Linked DNA regions of Mus musculus: all the other regions are linked to region 4. Evidence: chromatin contacts called from public promoter capture Hi-C data. All regions are on one chromosome and are shown on one strand. Each heading gives the region's core, a stretch centred on a gene start, on an enhancer-like site or on the middle of the called end of the contact. The rest is flanking DNA. Distances are from core to core; before and after follow the strand shown. Region 1 holds the start of Zfp677 (zinc finger protein 677). Region 2 holds the start of Zfp160 (zinc finger protein 160). Region 3 holds the start of Zfp53 (zinc finger protein 53). Region 4 holds the start of Spaca6 (sperm acrosome associated 6). Region 5 holds the start of Zfp54 (zinc finger protein 54). Region 6 holds the start of 9330136K24Rik (RIKEN cDNA 9330136K24 gene).

Evidence for each region. Promoter capture Hi-C pulls out the DNA fragments that hold promoters and counts their contacts.
Region 1: a promoter capture Hi-C map of pre-B cells shows a contact between it and region 4. The contact joins the promoter of Zfp677 here to the promoter of Spaca6 in region 4. A contact is called at or near these places in 4 of 39 promoter capture datasets (cranial neural crest, frontonasal cranial neural crest, maxillary cranial neural crest and 1 more).
Region 2: a promoter capture Hi-C map of second pharyngeal arch cranial neural crest shows a contact between it and region 4. The contact joins the promoter of Zfp160 here to the promoter of Spaca6 in region 4. A contact is called at or near these places in 7 of 39 promoter capture datasets (cranial neural crest, frontonasal cranial neural crest, hippocampal neurons and 4 more).
Region 3: a promoter capture Hi-C map of second pharyngeal arch cranial neural crest shows a contact between it and region 4. The contact joins the promoter of Zfp53 here to the promoter of Spaca6 in region 4. A contact is called at or near these places in 7 of 39 promoter capture datasets (the 3T3-L1 cell line, cranial neural crest, frontonasal cranial neural crest and 4 more).
Region 5: a promoter capture Hi-C map of second pharyngeal arch cranial neural crest shows a contact between it and region 4. The contact joins the promoter of Zfp54 here to the promoter of Spaca6 in region 4. A contact is called at or near these places in 5 of 39 promoter capture datasets (cranial neural crest, frontonasal cranial neural crest, maxillary cranial neural crest and 2 more).
Region 6: a promoter capture Hi-C map of second pharyngeal arch cranial neural crest shows a contact between it and region 4. The contact joins the promoter of 9330136K24Rik here to the promoter of Spaca6 in region 4. A contact is called at or near these places in 6 of 39 promoter capture datasets (cranial neural crest, frontonasal cranial neural crest, hematopoietic stem and progenitor cells and 3 more) and 2 of 484 Hi-C or Micro-C datasets (cerebral cortex and nephron progenitors).

What each region holds. Positions count from the first base shown.
Region 1 is chr17:21,382,284-21,385,284 of GRCm38.p6, forward strand. It overlaps Zfp677 (zinc finger protein 677), which reads left to right and starts at 1,465. Exons shown (of 4, transcript NM_172486.2): 1 at 1,465-1,737.
Region 2 is chr17:21,007,392-21,010,432 of GRCm38.p6, forward strand. It overlaps Zfp160 (zinc finger protein 160), which reads left to right and starts at 1,550. Exons shown (of 5, transcript NM_145483.2): 1 at 1,550-1,595.
Region 3 is chr17:21,487,439-21,490,255 of GRCm38.p6, forward strand. Zfp53 (zinc finger protein 53) reads left to right here and starts at 1,550. Exons shown (of 5, transcript NM_013843.3): 1 at 1,550-1,827.
Region 4 is chr17:17,829,500-17,832,241 of GRCm38.p6, forward strand. It overlaps Spaca6 (sperm acrosome associated 6), which reads left to right and starts at 1,476. Exons shown (of 9, transcript NM_001162909.1): 1 at 1,476-1,763; 2 at 2,560-2,640. The coding sequence starts at 1,505. Mir99b (microRNA 99b) reads left to right here and starts at 689; the gene lies at 689-758. It overlaps Mirlet7e (microRNA let7e), which reads left to right and starts at 853; the gene lies at 853-945. Mir125a (microRNA 125a) reads left to right here and starts at 1,313; the gene lies at 1,313-1,380.
Region 5 is chr17:21,421,831-21,424,530 of GRCm38.p6, forward strand. It overlaps Zfp54 (zinc finger protein 54), which reads left to right and starts at 1,414. Exons shown (of 5, transcript NM_001379357.1): 1 at 1,414-1,487.
Region 6 is chr17:21,534,349-21,537,201 of GRCm38.p6, forward strand. It overlaps 9330136K24Rik (RIKEN cDNA 9330136K24 gene), which reads right to left and starts at 1,530. Exons shown (of 3, transcript NR_131123.1): 1 at 1,475-1,530; 2 at 80-123. Zfp52 (zinc finger protein 52) reads left to right here and starts at 1,191. Exons shown (of 5, transcript NM_144515.2): 1 at 1,191-1,485.

The DNA of each region.
Region 1 (3,001 bases), core at 215-2,714, 3.6 Mb after region 4:
AGCCATTTGTGAGACTGTGTTTTTAAGGGCTATGTCCTGGAGCCTGATGTGCAGCAAGTCTAATCCTAGAGCCTACACATACCTGTGAATGTATTTTTCCTTCACCAAAGTGATTGGTGTCTCCGACACTTACTACTTTCATCTACTAACCTAGGTAGGCCTAGACCTGGATGCTTCTAGCCTCTGTACAATCCAAGCTAGGCCTAGAATATATTCAGCTTCTGAGACTTGCTGCTGAATAATCTCAACCATTTTTAGTTTTTGTTTTTGTTTTTGTTTTTTTCTAATCTCTTGCTGGCTGGTTCTTCTCAGCTGTTCTGGCTCAAGCTCTTCTCCAAACTCACTGATTCAATCTAGCTTTCTCTCCTTCTTGGCCTCCACTGATTGCCTCTACTTGGCTTCACACTAATTTTGGGAATATGTTCTGATCTTCTGGCTCTTTCTCACTCTCTGGCTTGTTCTTTCTTCACCTGTGTGTAGCTTGTTCCCTCTTCAACCTGTCTCTGTAAAACTCTCCTGATAAAAACTGCCTCCTTCCTCTCTTACTGCCCCTTACATATCTTCTCTTTCCTCCCTCTTCTCATGAGAGTTGGGCATATCCTATTTTGTCAGATCTTTCTCTGATTTCTCACTATGTCTACCCACCAATTAGACATCACTTTCAGACAAGGGAGCTTCCTTCCACAAACTAACTTTACCTTCATTGTTTGGGATTAAAGGGGTGTACTAAGGGTGTGTTTGTATTCCAGCCAGAGGGATTAGTGTGTGTTAAGGGCAGAGCTACACGATAGCACAATCCCAGATTCACAGTGTGATCAAATATCCTGCAACACTTGGACAATATCTGAGGGGAAAAGTGTGCCTTTTAGTTTTCCTAGATTGACTGTGGCCTTGTGTGAAGCTAGTACTTGTAAGTACAGTTGTTGGTTACTGGTTACAATCATATGGAGTCTAGAGAATGGTCTTTCCTTTTCTTTCCCTTATTTCTTAACACCTCTTCTTCCTCAGTATTCCCAGACCTATAGATGAGCTGGTTTAACGTCTTTTTTTAGGACTAGAGCTATATGTACCTTACTTGTTTTCTGCATCTGGGACAAGGAAAATCTCTGGATCCACCAGAAATCTGTTTTACCTCACAGCACCTTTAGCATGAGTCACAGAAGACAAACTTGTTTCTGAATCAGTACTGACAAGACCACCATCTAGTGGAGAAAGCAGTACATCGCGGGATGAATTCAGCTCGGGACTAGTAGCAAAGGGCTGACCACTGACTTCCCTCAATCTTTTCAAAATCTAAGATACTGATATGACCCTCCCTAAGGCAAAAATGCCTTAAGGAAAGACAGCCAGGGCTGGGGTGAGAGGGACTGTCTTCCACGGGGACGGGCGGGGCCGCTCACCCGGAAATAGAAGGTGGATGTCCATTGGGTGGTGGTTGCGGAAGTGTATAGAGTGGGCGTGGTTAGAGGTGTGAAGTAAAAAGATGGTACACTGAGTGAGGCCAGACAAGTTGAGCTGAAAAGGCTAAGTCCAAATGGCGAGGGCCCATTACCTGAAGGAGCTGTAGGTCTGCATCGTGTGAGATCGAATGGTGCGGAGCTGAGTATAGAAGACACAGGTTGGGGTCCTGTGAGGACCCAAAAACTCCCCTATGCCGCAGATGCCTTGAACATCCTGGAGTCAGCAGTCTGTGGCTCAGCCGGGGAACCGTAGCCCGGCGGGTCTGGAACCTCCCAGGTCAGAGGAGCTGCGGGGCTGGGAAACTAGGGTCTTGGTGGTGGTTATCCGGGGGGCGGGGATACTGCCTGGCCCAGTAAGAGGGAGAAAAGAGAAAAGTTGAGTGGAGTCTACAAAAGTAATTAAGGAAAAGAAAGCCCCGTCCTTTCCTATGTTTGTGGGCGCCACGTGACCAGAACCGGGGTTGTAGTGGGCGGGTTTAGAAGAGCTTCTTTAAAGATCAGAGCCCCAGTGACAACAACAACAACAACAACAACAAAAGGAGACACAGTTTCCTGGCTGCAGCCTAGGAGAGTCAGCAGTGCAGCACAGGAAAAGACAGCCAATCGAACCTGGAGCTTCCCAAATGTTCTTATTAAATAACCTAGAATATTTGAATTTATCTGTTGATATTTCAAATGCAGTTCACTTTGTTTAGGTGAAAAGGACAAAGCTCTTGAAATTTACATTCATCCATCCTAACTCTCCTGTTACACCCAAGGACTTACTTGGTGACTTGGCATCCCTAGAGAGCGTTTATATACTAGTCATAAAAGCAATGGCTGCAAATATAATAGAATCCAAAAGTGTGCACTAACACAACTGTTCAAACTGTAGGTTGTTGTTTTGTTTTGTTTTGTTTTGTTGTTGATACTTGACAGTGGTGTGACTGTGAACTTCTTCCAGGAAAAGGTGGAATGCCTTCTGAAAGGTCAGAAGGTTTTTATATAGAGACTGGATACTGCAGAATTACAGCAATCTGGTTTTTGTACGTGAGAATACTTTGCTTGCTCTCTCCCTTATTCATCTTCAGGGTCCTGGAAAACAAGTGTGCATTGTGTGATCCCTGCATGACAAAGTCTTGCTTGGTTCATGCTATATTAAGAATCTCACAAGTGTATAGTGCTGTCATCACAATCATTGAGTTCCATTTCTTCCCGTCAGTTTTAACTGAGTTGTGATTGAATGTGGGCTTCCAGTTATGCTAAATGGAAATGAGTTCTAAATATTTATATCACTATAAAATCCTCTCTTTATCTACTGAGCACAGTACTGTAGTAGAAATCCATGTGCTTTCTGATGAATCTCGTTCTCATGTACATGGCTCACTGATCACCCACATCTGCTCACCTGTGTAGCAGAACAAGTGCCCTAGAACATTAGAGAGACAGGAGACAGTGGCTAAAGATCCAGGTATGTTGGAGGATTGGTGAAGGGATGGTAAGGGATTCCGGTAAATGTGGAAGTGGGACATAAAATCAGTTTTGCCACATTCTGTTTCACT
Region 2 (3,041 bases), core at 300-2,799, 3.2 Mb after region 4:
TTCACTAATTGAGAAAATGCCTTATAGCAGGATCTCATGGAGGCATTTCCTCAAGGGAGTTTCCTTTCTCTGTGATACCTTCAGCTTGTGTCAAGTTGACACACAAAACCAGCCAGTACAGGACCCTAGGCACATATTCATGAGATAAAAGAATCCTTATGGAAATGGTTCACCTTCTAGTGGTTCTCAAGAGCAATACCATATTTTAAATATCTTTGTTTCCTCTTCTCTTTTTCTTACCTCTGCTTCAGATTTAGGGGGGCAACCTGCCCAAGGACATGGCATTTTGAAGGACATTTGCAGAGAGGATGTCCAGACTCTGAGCAACTGCTTTCAATAGGATGAATAGCAAATGACTTTCTACTAACATAATGCATATATTAAAATGTTCAGCAGGAAGTAGTAGGGATCATGAGACAGTAGTGTAGGGTGAAATGATTACTATTCATTATATATTTAAAAGTATGTATCTGAAAGTACTTTGCAATGGTGAAGTACCAGGGAAACTCAGTGCATCTCATTATTCTATACTGGTGATAGTTTGTTGAATTCTATGTGTACTTCCTTTGGAAATGTTTGATGAACTGTAGATATGCTACATGGTGGAAATGAGAAGAAATATTTTTCATTAGCCATTCCTCAAATTATTCCCGCTGACCTTTGACAGTTACATCTGCAGACTGCTGTCACAAACATCCTTTAGAACACATGTACTTGTATGCAAGAGTTTGTTTCTATTTAAAGTAGATACAGTAAGAACTTTCAATGAGAATGCCAAAATAGCTTATATGCTGTTTCAAACTTTCAAGCCAAAAAGCACTTAAAATATTTTTAAATTGTTATTTTTATTACAAAGAGAAAAGTTGGCACTTAAAAAAAGAATCGATCTTCAATGCCAATCGTTCATGACCTTTGTGAATGCAATTCTCTTTTGTAACAGAAAATATAACTTTTAAAATAGGTAATTGTTTTTATATATAAAACTCTTCGAATTAAAAATAAAATCAATGCTTGCTTATATTCACCATCGTCCCCGACTCTCCTACCTATGCATGGTTACTGATTGACAATGCTCAGGAGCCCTGCTCCTTAGAGCTAGGAACCTGTGGGAGAATAAGGAGGGACTGAGAACTGTGCACCAAGAACACAACCTACTCTGAATCCCCTTGTAGAGCCAGACCCATGCCCACTTGTACTTGAGCACTATCCTACTCTCCAATGCATCCCCACACTCCCTTCTAGTCCATTATTTGGTTTGACCCTCCACCCCCACCCCGCTGTTTTCCGAAACAGTTCTAAGCCCTCACCACGCCATTCTCAGCATTCAGGTCCTCTCTAGCCCATAAACATTTCTTTAAATACTGTCCCCTCCAAGCAACAGTTTCCTGTTCCAAGTCCCACTAGCACGCAGTGGCCAGCATGCCCTAAAATTTCCTTCTCAGAGCAGCTTCCTTTCTAGGTACCGCCCCTTGTTAGCGTCAATCACTTGTTCTCTGGTCCCGCCTTATTTTACCCCGGATCTGACCGCGAATGCTGAATGCACTCCTGCGCAGCGACCCGGAAGCGGTTTTGCTCTGCATAAATTTTGTAGCTGGGTGAGTTTTCCCAGATTCTTTAGGCCGGTTGCTGGCACTCAGAACCCGGACCTCTGCCCTGGAGTCCCCATCTTGTGTGCAAAGCTCCACTCGGTGACGCGGAGAGCTGCGAGACTGAGGAAGTAGGAACGTGGGAGAGAGAGATGGCAGCGGAGCCAGGGGAGGGGATGGAGCCAGGAAGGAGCGGGGGCACGGATTCAAAAGCTTCAGCGGTCGGGGAGGAGACATGACTATCGTTTGTGCGGGCAGTGCCAGGTGATGCGGTACTAGAGAGTGCCGCGGGTGACAGAATAGCAGAGGAGCAGCTTGCCGCGGCGCCTGGTGGAAAGGAAAAAGAAAGCAGGGTCTGGAGATGCTGGCAAGAGTGGAGAGGAGGGTGAGAGAACAGCTAAACTGCCATAATGTGTGACAGAAAGAAAAGCAGGCGATGGAAGCGAAAGGGAAAGTATCTGGGGAGAACTTCCAAGACCAAGTTCTCAGACCAAGTTCTCAGCACAAAGATTTATTTGTCTTAGAGGTACAGAAGGCCCGGATAAAGGTCAGAGACAGGAGATAGAGGAAGAAGGGGAAGGGAACAAAGAAGAGGGCAGAAAGGGGCAAGAGAGAGGGGTTAGGAGTATTTGTCCAGAAGTGGGACAAATGACTGTTTCTAGATAGAGAGGAGACAGATGTGACCCATAGGCAAATGGCGGCTTATAGAGGTAAAATGAGAATCCCCTTATTAGGACGAGGTGTTTAGCTGGCACATTAATTAGGTGAGCCAGAGGTGCCTTTCGGTTGCCAGACTTCAATGCTTTGATAGCTGGGCCTTCATAGTAAGTGTCAGGAGGAGGAATTGGCCAAATAAAGGAATAGACTTTGGGTGTAGCTTTAGGAATGTAATCTGAGAGTTTTTAGCAAGGCAGAGAGAGGAAAGGGGCAAGGCCTACCAGAGTCATGGTCACCATGCTGGAGCTGGCAAAGTCCCTTCAGAAAGTGTGAATAAGATAGTGCAGAATGAGGGAGGGGCAGGCTGGATAAAGCAGAAGTTGATGGAATAGTAAGGTTATTATTACTGAGCTTGTCTTTGTTGTTGAAATAAAAAAACCCTTAATTTTTGTTTGAATTTTAGTGGTATGGAAGAGAGTTGCAAAACTTGATCTGATGGGCATTAACTGGTATTGTGTTAGGCATGGTGGCACAGATCAGTAATGCCAGCATGTGGGAAGAAAGCTGGGGTAGGAAAATGGAGACTTTAAAGGTGGCGTGGAATACTAAGACAAATAACTAAGACACTTTCTCAATGAATAAATACTGTTGGTGTTTACTGATCCTTTATAGTCCTTATACAGCCAGAACTAATGTGAGATTTTTTAGACAGTGTCACCCTTCTTTGACAGGGGTAATGTGTGGAGGAGCTGTGGGATTCTTCTAACCCCCTAACACTTAACTTTTAGCATAGAATGT
Region 3 (2,817 bases), core at 300-2,799, 3.7 Mb after region 4:
GGAGATGATATAGCCACAACCATGGTGGGCAAGTGAATGAGCAGGACACAACAGGTGTCCTGCCTGTTGTAACTGTTAGAAGACATTGCACCTTATTGTATCTGAATTACAGTGACTTAACACTAGTATAAAACAAAATTTACTTGACTATGCTGATGTCAGATTGGAATTTTTTTTTTTTACAAATATAAACCTAATGTGAGTCCATGAAGTAGCATTGTTCTGTAATTGCCTTCCTTATATGTAGGTATTCATTCATATTACATCCTTCATTTTCTTCTCAGTGGAGGATACACTGATACCCTTCTGGTAAATGATCTCAGGAGTCATTGTAGAGAGTTGACTTGAGAATAACTGTAAAAGGAAAGTTAAGAAACACAACAGTGTGTGGAACTCAGACAATGGAGGAAAGAAATAAGCAATAGCTGTCCACTGCAGACCTGCCTCAAATCATCTAGAAACTCTGACATCTGGCAGAATATTTGCTTTACATCAATAACTTTTGAAGAATCTAGTGATTCTATCTCTCTCTCTCTCTCTCTCTCTCTCTCTCTTTTTCCCCCCACCCCCCGGAAAGAAAGAAAAGGCCTTTGATGTTTTAAATGGAGCCTTTAATATTACAAAGTCTGGGTCATCAAAACAGTAATCTTCATTATGGTACATTAGTTTACCCAAGTATTGTGAATCTGAGTGCATTAAATTCTTCTTCATCAATTTCTGAGAAAAAATATTTAAAAACAGAAACATGTACTCTGAGTTGCACCCTAAAGCTGATTACTGATTTCTCAATTATTTGTTTCATCTTGGTTTTTCTGAAAATCCATGCAATTATAGTATAAGAAAATGTTAACTCCCCAGAGGTCTACTTACAAATCACAACTGTGTAAGTAATGGAAACATAAAGTTAAGAAACTTGCAAAAGCTTTTAATGAAGTTTAAATCTTAAAACACCGCAATTTATATTAAACTAAAATTATGCAAAGGTAACTGGGGACCACTGATGTGGTTCATAGACATCATAGGCGGGTAGGACTTTTCAATGGCTTCTTCCTTTAAGCTGTTTATCAGGTAGGATTTTTCTTTATTTTAAAACGAAGACTATGTTCCACGTTCCTGAAAAGTCTCTCCCCAAATCAAAATTGCAGTATATGGTTTTGAGTTCTCACGTTTGCATTTTAATAGATGGCATTCTGGCATCTGAATTTAGCCTGTTTTGCTCTTTGGTATATATTATATGGCCCAGAGGCTCATAGTCCAATGGGGGTGTTAGGATGCCTATTTTGTATCTGACGGGTTCAGAACTCACTATGGGGGTCAGATACCGGGATGCTGCGTCATATCAGATCCAGTTCTGGTCCAGGCTCGCAACAAGCAGGTGGGAAGACCGTGCAGATCAAGGCCAGGTCAGCCTTACAGCTGGATCTGTGGGAGGAAGCCTGAGACCGAGTGGGAGGGACTGATTTCCGTGGGGCGGAGCCACTCACCCGGAAGCAGAGGATGGGAGGATGTTACACATTGGCTGGGTGTAGAGGAAGGGTGTGGAGTGGGCGAGTTTAGAGGAGTGACCAGCAGGGATACTGAGATGCAATGTGTGTGAGCCTAAGGAATTGAGGCTAAATAGTCAGAGCCTAAAGTGTTAAGAACGCGTTTCCGGCCTAGGGTCTGCACTGTGTGGAGTCGCGTGGTGCAGACTTGCCTGCAGAGCACACGGCCGGGGTCTCGCGGGACCCGTGAACCCCCAAAGCTACAGGTGCCAGGCGGGGCGTCCTGGGAGAGTCAGCAGCGCCGCGGCGGGAACAGCAGCCTGGCGGCCCTGGAACCTTCCAGGTCAGAGGAGCTGCGGGGCTGCAGAACGGGCGGGAGTGGAGCAGAGCATGATCAATGTCTCCGCAACTCATAAAGATGACAGCTCTCAAAACTGTGCTGTTGGATGTCTTACCCTCGTCGATACATTTTTCAATAATATTGACTGAATAGTGCTATTTTTAATTGATCTTCTACCCTCCACATATTCTCCTACGAATAACCTAGTAGAACATTTAAATTTATCGGTTGATATTTGCAAACGCGGTTCTCTTTGCTATGGTGGAAAGGACAAAGCTCTTGAGATTTTCGATTATCCATACTAACTTCCGTGTGCTACCACTTCCTTATTCAAGAGAGTGGCATATGGACCTAGGGACTATGATTCCATGAAAGCTTCTAGATATTAGTCATGAAAGGAACACCTGCAAATTTAATTAAGAGTACAATTTGTTGTGAGTTCCACAGGTATGGATGTAAACATTAACTTTTAAAAGTCAACGTTTTATCCACCATTAATTTTTCATCTAAAACTCTGTGTATTCACTCTGTGATGTAAATATAGCGTTGTGAAAAGGGTGCCGCCAGGCTTGGTGACACTCATCTTTTATCTCAGCAGTCAGGAGACAAAGACAGATGGATCTCACTGAGTTTGTAGGCCAACCTGATCTACATCGTGAGTTCCAGGACTACCACAGCTACATTGTGAGACCCTGTCTCCAAAAACTTAAATATAAATACAACAACAAGACAAACAAGGGGAAGGAAGAAGGAAGGATGGATAAGAGGGAGGGAAGGAGAGAAAAAAAGTAAGGAAGGCAGGCAAGTCAGACAAAAAAAATTTTTTTTTGTCTTCTTCTGAGTTCTTAATGTTGCAAATTAGAGCCTGGAAAATCACAGTATGCTGTTTGAGGGAATCAGGCTACAGGGTTTTCACAGTTAGACAGCATTTGGTGGTGGTACACACCTATATTCCCAACACTCCAGAGGCAGAGGCAGGTGGAGTTCTTTGCC
Region 4 (2,742 bases), core at 226-2,725:
GTCCTAGGGCTCCTCCCACCTGCCGACAACTGACTTTGGTCTAGTGGCTTCCCCTCTGGGGGCTCCTGTGTGCTGGGAGCGACCTCATTTCTGAGTTGGGAGGTGTTGAGGAGACAGGGTCCTGGTTGGTGTCATTATTCCTTGACCATAGCTATCACCCCAAAGGTTGAGAATGGTTTTGGAAAAGATAGGATTATTCCATGAGACCCATGAGGACTTCTGATACTCAGAAGGCCTTTAACTCAGGCCTGGGATATGAAACCTTTAGGGGTTACAGAAGGGGCTCAGATTGCCAAGACAAACGGGGATACATCCTTTCTGCAGTGCAGAAGTCAGGTCTCTAACCAGATTGTCTTCTCTAAGGGATGTGCCTGGTTGGACCCTGAGTCTGCCGGGGAGGGCTATGGGGTGGAGGAGAACTGTGAGGGTTAGGGACTGAGTCCCTGGGTCTGGACTGAGGAGAATTGAGTGCAAGGCGGCAGGGTCTGCTTCCCTGGATCTGTGGGAGGGAGGGCTGTGACCACTACCCCTTAGTCTAAGGGAGGAAGCTTTGGGACTGAGGGAGGAGGGCTGAGGTCTGGATCTCTGGCCTTGAAAGAGGGGGGCTGGGGCTTAGATTTTGGGGCTGGGACTGAATTCCTGGGTTCCTTGGGGAGGAGGGGGCCGGGGGCCCGGACTCCTGGGTCCTGGCACCCACCCGTAGAACCGACCTTGCGGGGCCTTCGCCGCACACAAGCTCGTGTCTGTGGGTCCGTGTCGGGGGCTCACCATCGCGGCTGGGACCTCCCCGGCCCTCCCCACCCTCCCTACTTCTGGTCTCCCATCAATCCATCTGTCAATCTGCCCACCTGCCGCGCCCCCCGGGCTGAGGTAGGAGGTTGTATAGTTGAGGAAGACACCCGAGGAGATCACTATACGGCCTCCTAGCTTTCCCCAGGCTGCGCCCTGCACTGGAAGGGGCCGGCGGGGACCCCAGGTCCACACCATTGCCCAAGAGTTCTTGATAGGAGCTGGGGTGTCTTCTCTGTTCACATTCTATCCTATCCCTTTTCTTTGCAGTCTCTATGCCATCTTGAGATTTTCGAATTTTCTGTCTCTGTCTCTTATGCCAATGTCTCTAGGGTTCTAGAAGCTTCTGTTTCTCTAGTGCTGTGAATGTATCTCTGTGACACTGGGTTTCTGAGCTTTTTGAGGCATCTCCTGGTTCCTTTCTATCTTCTGGGGCTTAGGGTATCTGTTTCTGTCTCGCTTCCCCGTTCCCACCTCTGGGGAAAAGGGTTTTTCTGGTCCACCATAGCTACACTGCCGGCCTCTGGGTCCCTGAGACCCTTTAACCTGTGAGGACGTCCAGGGTCACAGGTGAGGTTCTTGGGAGCCTGGCGCCTGGCCCAGCCACAAATTTAGGGATTTCAGGTGACCCCTGGCAACCTTCCTCTAGCTGGAGCCTGATGCTTGACCATCATTTGAAACTCAATCTCTGATCACAGGCTCCCCCTCCCCCACAATGACCTCACAAAGGTCACTATCTTCTCCTCAGACCCGGAGACCCTCTGTTATGGGTCTTATTTCCTTAGTAGGGAGCATTGTCCTGTTGTTCCTGCTGATCTTCAGGGCATCCACGTGGGCCTGTCTCTTCTGCTTCACTACCTATGAGGAACGCCTCCGTGTCTGCCAGCTGTTTGTGGGCAGAGAGGAAACCAAGATAAACCTGTGCAGAAATGAGCTTGAAGGGGCTTTTGAAGATCTCAAAGACATGAAAATCAGTGAGGAGCCCCTCCTTCCTGAACCAGGGCCCTGGGGAGGGGAAGGAGATTCCTTGAGCTACTCCAAGAAGAAAAGCCAAGTACAGGATCATGACATAGACACAGAGAAGAGAGACAGGTGGAAACAATGGAAGGAAACAGGTCCAGAGTGGGGTGGAGACAGACAAAACAGTGCCTCAGAGAGAGTCTAAAGACAGTAAGGGAAAGAGATGGAAAAGTAGAAGCATTGCTCAGAGAGAGGATATGGATTGGGAACACAGATGAGTGGGGAGATTAGAGACCTGGAGAGAGGGACAGAGAGCTAGGAATCAATCCAGAGAGATGAGAGACACACAGAGAGTAAGGTACATAGAGATAAGACAGGAACAGAGTCCCAAAGTGAGGGACATAGGTATAGATACAGAGAGTAGTTTCAGGAAGAATAGAGAGACAGTGATCTAGAGATAGGTGGGACAGAGACCAATGGGGTTGGAGTAAAGATGTAGATGAGGAAGCAGATCCAGGGTACCAGGTAACAGGCCTAGAGAGAGAGAGATTAGATGGATGGAGAGATACCAAGATTGAAGGTTTAGGTTAGGGTTAGGGAAACACACACACACACACACACACACACACACACACACACAGAGAGAGAGAGAGAGAGAGAGAGAGAGAGCTCTAGGTGGGGCACATAGAACAATAGACTGGGGCTATAGAATCTGGGATGATCACAGGGCTTGGAGATATTCAGCCATGAGTGGGACATAGAGAACACCATGGAACCAGGTTTGTGCCATGGTGTCTCATCTACCTTCAGACTATGATGAGAGGAGCTACCTGCATGATGAATTTACACAGATGACAGTTTCTCTTCAGGAGAAGGCTGCTAGACGACGGGGTGAGTGTTTTATGGGCATAAGTGGTGGGGAAAGTCATCTTGAGGAAGTGACCCTGGGAACCTGTCTGAGTTAGGTTATTTGTTGAGGAAACTCCAGAGATG
Region 5 (2,700 bases), core at 164-2,663, 3.6 Mb after region 4:
GAGCAACTATTAGAATCTTGGACTTCCCATTCACAGCTTCCCATTGTTGGGTTAGTTGGACTACAGACTGTAAGTCATTACAATAAATCCCCTTAATGTATATAGAGATATTCCATAAGTTATGTGACTCTAGAGAATCCTAACTAAGACACAAGTTGGTACCAGGATTGGTTCTAGAGGAGCAGAAGTATAAGAATGAATGTCTTAAGAATCTGGAATCCGTTTAATAATTTGTCAGCATCTTCTAATTCACTAGGCACCTTCAACTCCTGAAATTTCTCCAGATACTTTCTCCCCTGGGAGCTTGGAGAATATAGGAGGCCAGTGGTGGAAACTATATGCAAATGCCTTTGATTATCTTGATTCATCAACTGTGACTGGTGTGAATTAGGTGACCCTGTACACGAAGTTTTCTACAATTTGGAGGGAAATAAGAAAACTGATTTGCCTGGCTTGTTGCTCTTAGTATCTCTGGACAAAAACTGGCGAGAGGGGCAACAGCACATTTGAAGAGTTTTGTTCTTGCCCTTTTCCTTGTGCCAGACCTTAGGGTTGGAGATACTGCTACTCAATTGAATGAATTAAATGTAATGGATTTAATTTTGCCCCAAGGTAACAAAGGCCAGGTGGCAGCATCGAATCACCAGAGACAAGGTGATCATAGTTATTATAGTGGGCAATGTAGACAAAACATTCATAATGACCTACCCCATAATGATCACAACTCTGCATTGTGATTACTGTAGTTTTTTACAGTGGTCTCTGTAGTAGAGAAAAGTTTCTTGATAAGGGGTGAAGACTAAGCTTATTCGTGGGCAGGAGAGAAAATGTTTAGTTTATTCTTTGGGATTATGCTGGGTTAGTACAGTCTGTTTTATCTCAAAGCACTTTTATCTTGAGTCACAGAAGACAAACTCCTCTCTGAATTAGGAAAATGGCAAGACCACCATCTAGTGGTGAAAGCCATGCAGCTCAAGATAAATTCACTGACTTCTTGAGACACCTATTTCTTTTCAAAATCCAAGTTCTTTAAATGTCTCTCCGCAAGTCAAATTTTCAGGATTTGGTTTTGACTTGTCATTTTTGTGTGTTGGGATTGTTTGGGATAAGTTTGTCGCTCACGGGCTGGTAGTCAAGTCGAGGTGTAAGGCTATCTTTTATCTGAAGGGTTCAGAACTCAGTATGGTGGTCAGATATCCGGGTGCAGCGTCCTGTCAGATCCAGTTCTAGTCTACGCTGACAGCAAACTTGTGGGGAGTCTGTGGAGAGCGGGTTCAGAGAAGCTTGACAGCTGGAACTGTGTGGACCGCAGCCTGAGACTGATAGGGAGGGACCTGTCTCCGGGGGGGTGGGGCCACTCACCGGAAACAGCCGTTGGGGACAGTATATGGGTGTGGAGGAAGTGTGTTGTGTGGAGGAAGTGTGTTGAATGGAGCTGGGATTAGAGGAGTGGCGTGATAGCTGGGACTGTTCTTTAGTGAACCTAGGTAAGTTGACTGAGGAGCCAAACCCAAAAGTGGCAAGGACGTCTTCCTCGAGGAACTCGCTGGCATGCACCGTGGAGAATCTTGTGATGCAGACCTGGAGTCAGAGGATACAAGAAGGGTTTCAAGGGGACGCAAAAAACTACCCTGAGCCTCAGGTGCCGCGCGGGGCATCCTGGGAGAGTCAGCAGGCAGCAGCCCAACCGGTGGAACCACAGCCCAGTGGGGGAGGGCTGTAACCTACCAGGTTAGAGGAGCTAAGGGGCTGGGAAAGGGAAGGAATCAGACAGGGGTGAGATATTTCCTCGGCTACTCATAAAAATGACAGCTCTCAAAATTCTGCTCTTCATGTCTTGCCCTTGCCCATAGATTTTAGACCATACTAAGTTGATGAATACTGATTTTTTTTCCATTTATTCTCTTGGCAAATTTTTCTTATAGAAGTACTCTAGTGGAGTATTTGAAACTATCTGTTAATATTGGCAAACGTGTTTGGTTTGGTTGTTGTTTTTGTTTTGTTCTTGTTATTTTGCTATGATAGAAAGGACAACGCTCCTGAAATTTACATTAGTCCACACTAATTTCTTTGTATACCTGGGAACTTGGCACCTACGGAGAGGTTTTAACTATCAGTAATGAAAGGAACATGTAAGGAATTTTTAAGAGCAAGGGCATCTTTGCAGTCAGGAGCAAAAGCAATACAACAAAGTCACACCACACAACAAACATCGTGCAAGAGATATATTGCAGATAAACAGAATGGCAGCTACTCTGAAAGGGAAGAGAGTTGGAAGGCTAGGCAGAGGGATGGGTGTTTATAGTGTCTTTGGAGCATGTGAAATGACGTACTGGAAAAGAACAGTGGGTCCTGAAGTATTGCTTGGTCATTAAAGCTGGAACAATGTAATCTGTTAACACTGAGTAATGAAGGGATTTCCAGGTTTTAAGGCCCTGGAGGCACTGAAATGACTAGCCTCCCCTCCTACCCCAGCATCATCCCCAGGTTTCTCTTAGGGCCATAACTGCCATTTCCAGCCCCTTGGGTCAGAAAGTGGCCAAGCTGCTGTCCTAAAGAGAAAGAGAGAGAGAGAGAAAAAAAAAGTCCATGATCAAGCTACAAAGGCTTCCATCATTTTCAGTTCATGATAAGTTCAGAACTTTATTAGTGTATATTATTCTCATTCCAATCATCCAGTTTCATTTCTACCCATAAGTT
Region 6 (2,853 bases), core at 280-2,779, 3.7 Mb after region 4:
TCTTCTTCCTCCATGCTTCTCAGAGCTAGACATTGGATTGTAAAACTGACTTTTCTAGGGTTGGGACCACAAACCTTACTTATTTTCTGCATCTGGGACGTGCAAGATTCTCTGCGTACACCACTGTACTAGAGAGAGAGAGAGAGAGAGAGAGAGAGAGAGAGAGAGAGAGAGAGAGAGAGTTAGTTCTAGGTTTTATCTCAAAGCACTTTTGGAATCATGAAGACAAACTTGTTTCTGCTTTACTAAAATGACATGTCCGCCATCTAGTGGTGAAAGAAGTTCAATGAAGTATGAATTCAGTCCTGACTGTTGAGGTCTGTCCCTGTAACATAGCTGTAGCCATTTTGTTCCATGCCTGCCAGCTATTTCACATTGTTTCTGTAATATGCCAGTTAGTCATTGACACAGAAAAATAATTTGACTCAGAGCAGGGTCGTGTTCCACATACCCTGTTATCTTCTGTGTGTTCTGAAGTTGGTTAATCTTAAGAACTTTGAAAATTATATGCTCCACTTAGGACCAATCAGAATAAAGGTCAGATAGAACTGCTCTGTCTGGCTAGCAAAAATAGCTTGGGTCAGAGAAAACCACAGGTCAGCACTTCCTGCACCTGCATATGAGCGCATTGTGATTTTTTTCATTCTTAAACCAGTCCTGAGAAGTGTTTGTGGTTGTAGCTCAGCCCCCAAATTCTGATCAGTCTTAGGGTATGCATCCAATTATCTGTCCTTGTCTGACTGAGATCAGGGTTTGTGTGGCATGTAGGGCTACTGCTGGACCCCAACACTGACCACTGAGTTCTTGAGACAACCTCCCCCCTCCCCCAAATCCACGTTCCTGAAAAGTCTCTCTCCAAATCAAAATTGAAGTATTTGGTTTTGGTTTCTCATGTTTGTGTTTTGGGGATGGGACTCTGGCATCCGAATTTAGCCTGTTGTTTGGTATGCAGTATGTGGTGGAGAGGATGATAGTGAGATGGGGATCTTAGGTTGTCTGTTTTGCATCTGAAAGATTCAGAATTCACTATGGGGATCAGATATCGGGGTGCAGGGTCCTACCAGATATAGTTCTGGTCTAGACTGGCTGCAAGAGTGTGGGGAGACTGTGCAGAGCAACCTGAAGGGAAGAGCTGTGGCAGAAAGAAGCCTGAGACAGAGTGGGAGGGGCCGGTCTCCGCTGGGCGGGCCCACTCGCCCAGAAATAGAGGATGGAAGATGTGGTACATTGGCTGGGTGTAGAGGAAGGGTGTAGTGTGGGTGGGATTAGAAGACTGAGGCCAGGGAAGCTAGGAAGCAAGGTGTGTTAGCTTGGGAAGTGGGACTAAAAAGTCAAAGTCTGGAGTGTCAAGAATCCGGTACAAGACTGAGCTGGGGTTGGGGTTGAGGGGTAGAGCGGCTGCACAGTGTGGAATCGCGTGGTGGAGACCTGAGTATGGAGGAAACGGCGGGGCTCGCAGAACCGGAAAACTTACCTATACCGCAGGTACCTTTTGAGCATCCTGGGAGAGTCAGCAGTTTAGCAGCTGGCAGAGGCAGCAGCGGGGGATGGGGGAGAGGAAGTGGGAGTGGGGGTGGGGACAAGGGAGGGAGGCGCTCGAACCTTCCAGGTCCGAGGAGCTGAGGCGGGGCTGGGGAATGGGCAGGAGTGGGAGGGGAGCAGAGCGGGATCAATTTCCCCTCTGATCATAAGGATAACGACTCTCAAAATTGTGCTGTGGATGTCAGACCCTCGTCGATAAATTTTCAGTAATATTAACTGGAATAATACTATTTCTTTTTATTGACCTTCTGGCTGATCTAGTAGAATATTTGAATTTATCAGTTAATATTTGAAAACGCAGCTCTCTTTGCTATGACGGAAAGGACAAAGCTATTGAAATTTACAATCATCCATACTAACTTCCGTATTCTACCACTTCTCTATTTAAGAAAGTGGCATGTGGTGGATTCCCCATGAGCTTTTAGTCACGAAAGGAACTCCTGCAAACTTAAATGAATTTGATTGTACTGTTTGTTGTGAGTTTTACTGGTATGGATGTAAAAATTAAGTTTTAAAAGTAAACTGTCTATCTACTATTAATTTTCCATCGGGAACGTATGCAATCTGTGATGCAAATTGTGAAAAGAGTGGCGCCAGGCTTGGTGACACTCACGTTTTATCTCAGCACTCAGGAGCAAAGGCTATATAGTGAGTTCCAGGACAGCCAGAGCTATATGGTGAGACACTGTCTCAAAAAACAAAACAATAAAAATAATTACAAAAAAAAAAAAAAAAAAGAGGAGGAGAGAATAAATAATGAAGGAAGGAAAGAAGAAAGGAAGAAAGCAAACAATCAAGGAAGGAAAGCCAGCTAAGAAAAAGAAAAAAAAATGTGTCTTCTTGTTGAGGTCTGCCCCATCTCAGAATAGCTGTAGCCATTTTGTTCCATGCATGCCAGCTATTTCAGATTGTTGCTGTAACATGCCTGCCAGTCACTGACACAGAAAAATAACTTGACTCAGAGCAAGGTCATGCTGATCACGTATCCTGTTATGTTCTGTTTGAGGTTTGTTAATCTTAAGAATTTCCACAAAGCCTTACGTAGGACCTATCAAATTAAAGGTCAACATGAACTGTTAGTCTAAAATGGCTTGAGTCAGAGCAGAGCCCTTCCTGCACCTGAATGTGATCTCATTGTGCTTTCTGTTCTTTGGGTTTTTTTCCTCCTTTTATAAGCTTACAGGAAAAGATATTTGTGTAGTTGCTCAGCCCCTGAAGTCTACTACCTGACTTATGAGTCTTAGGTTGTGCCTTCAAAAAACCATCAAGGATCAGATGGCTTACAGAGATCAGGATTTGTTTGTGTGGTTT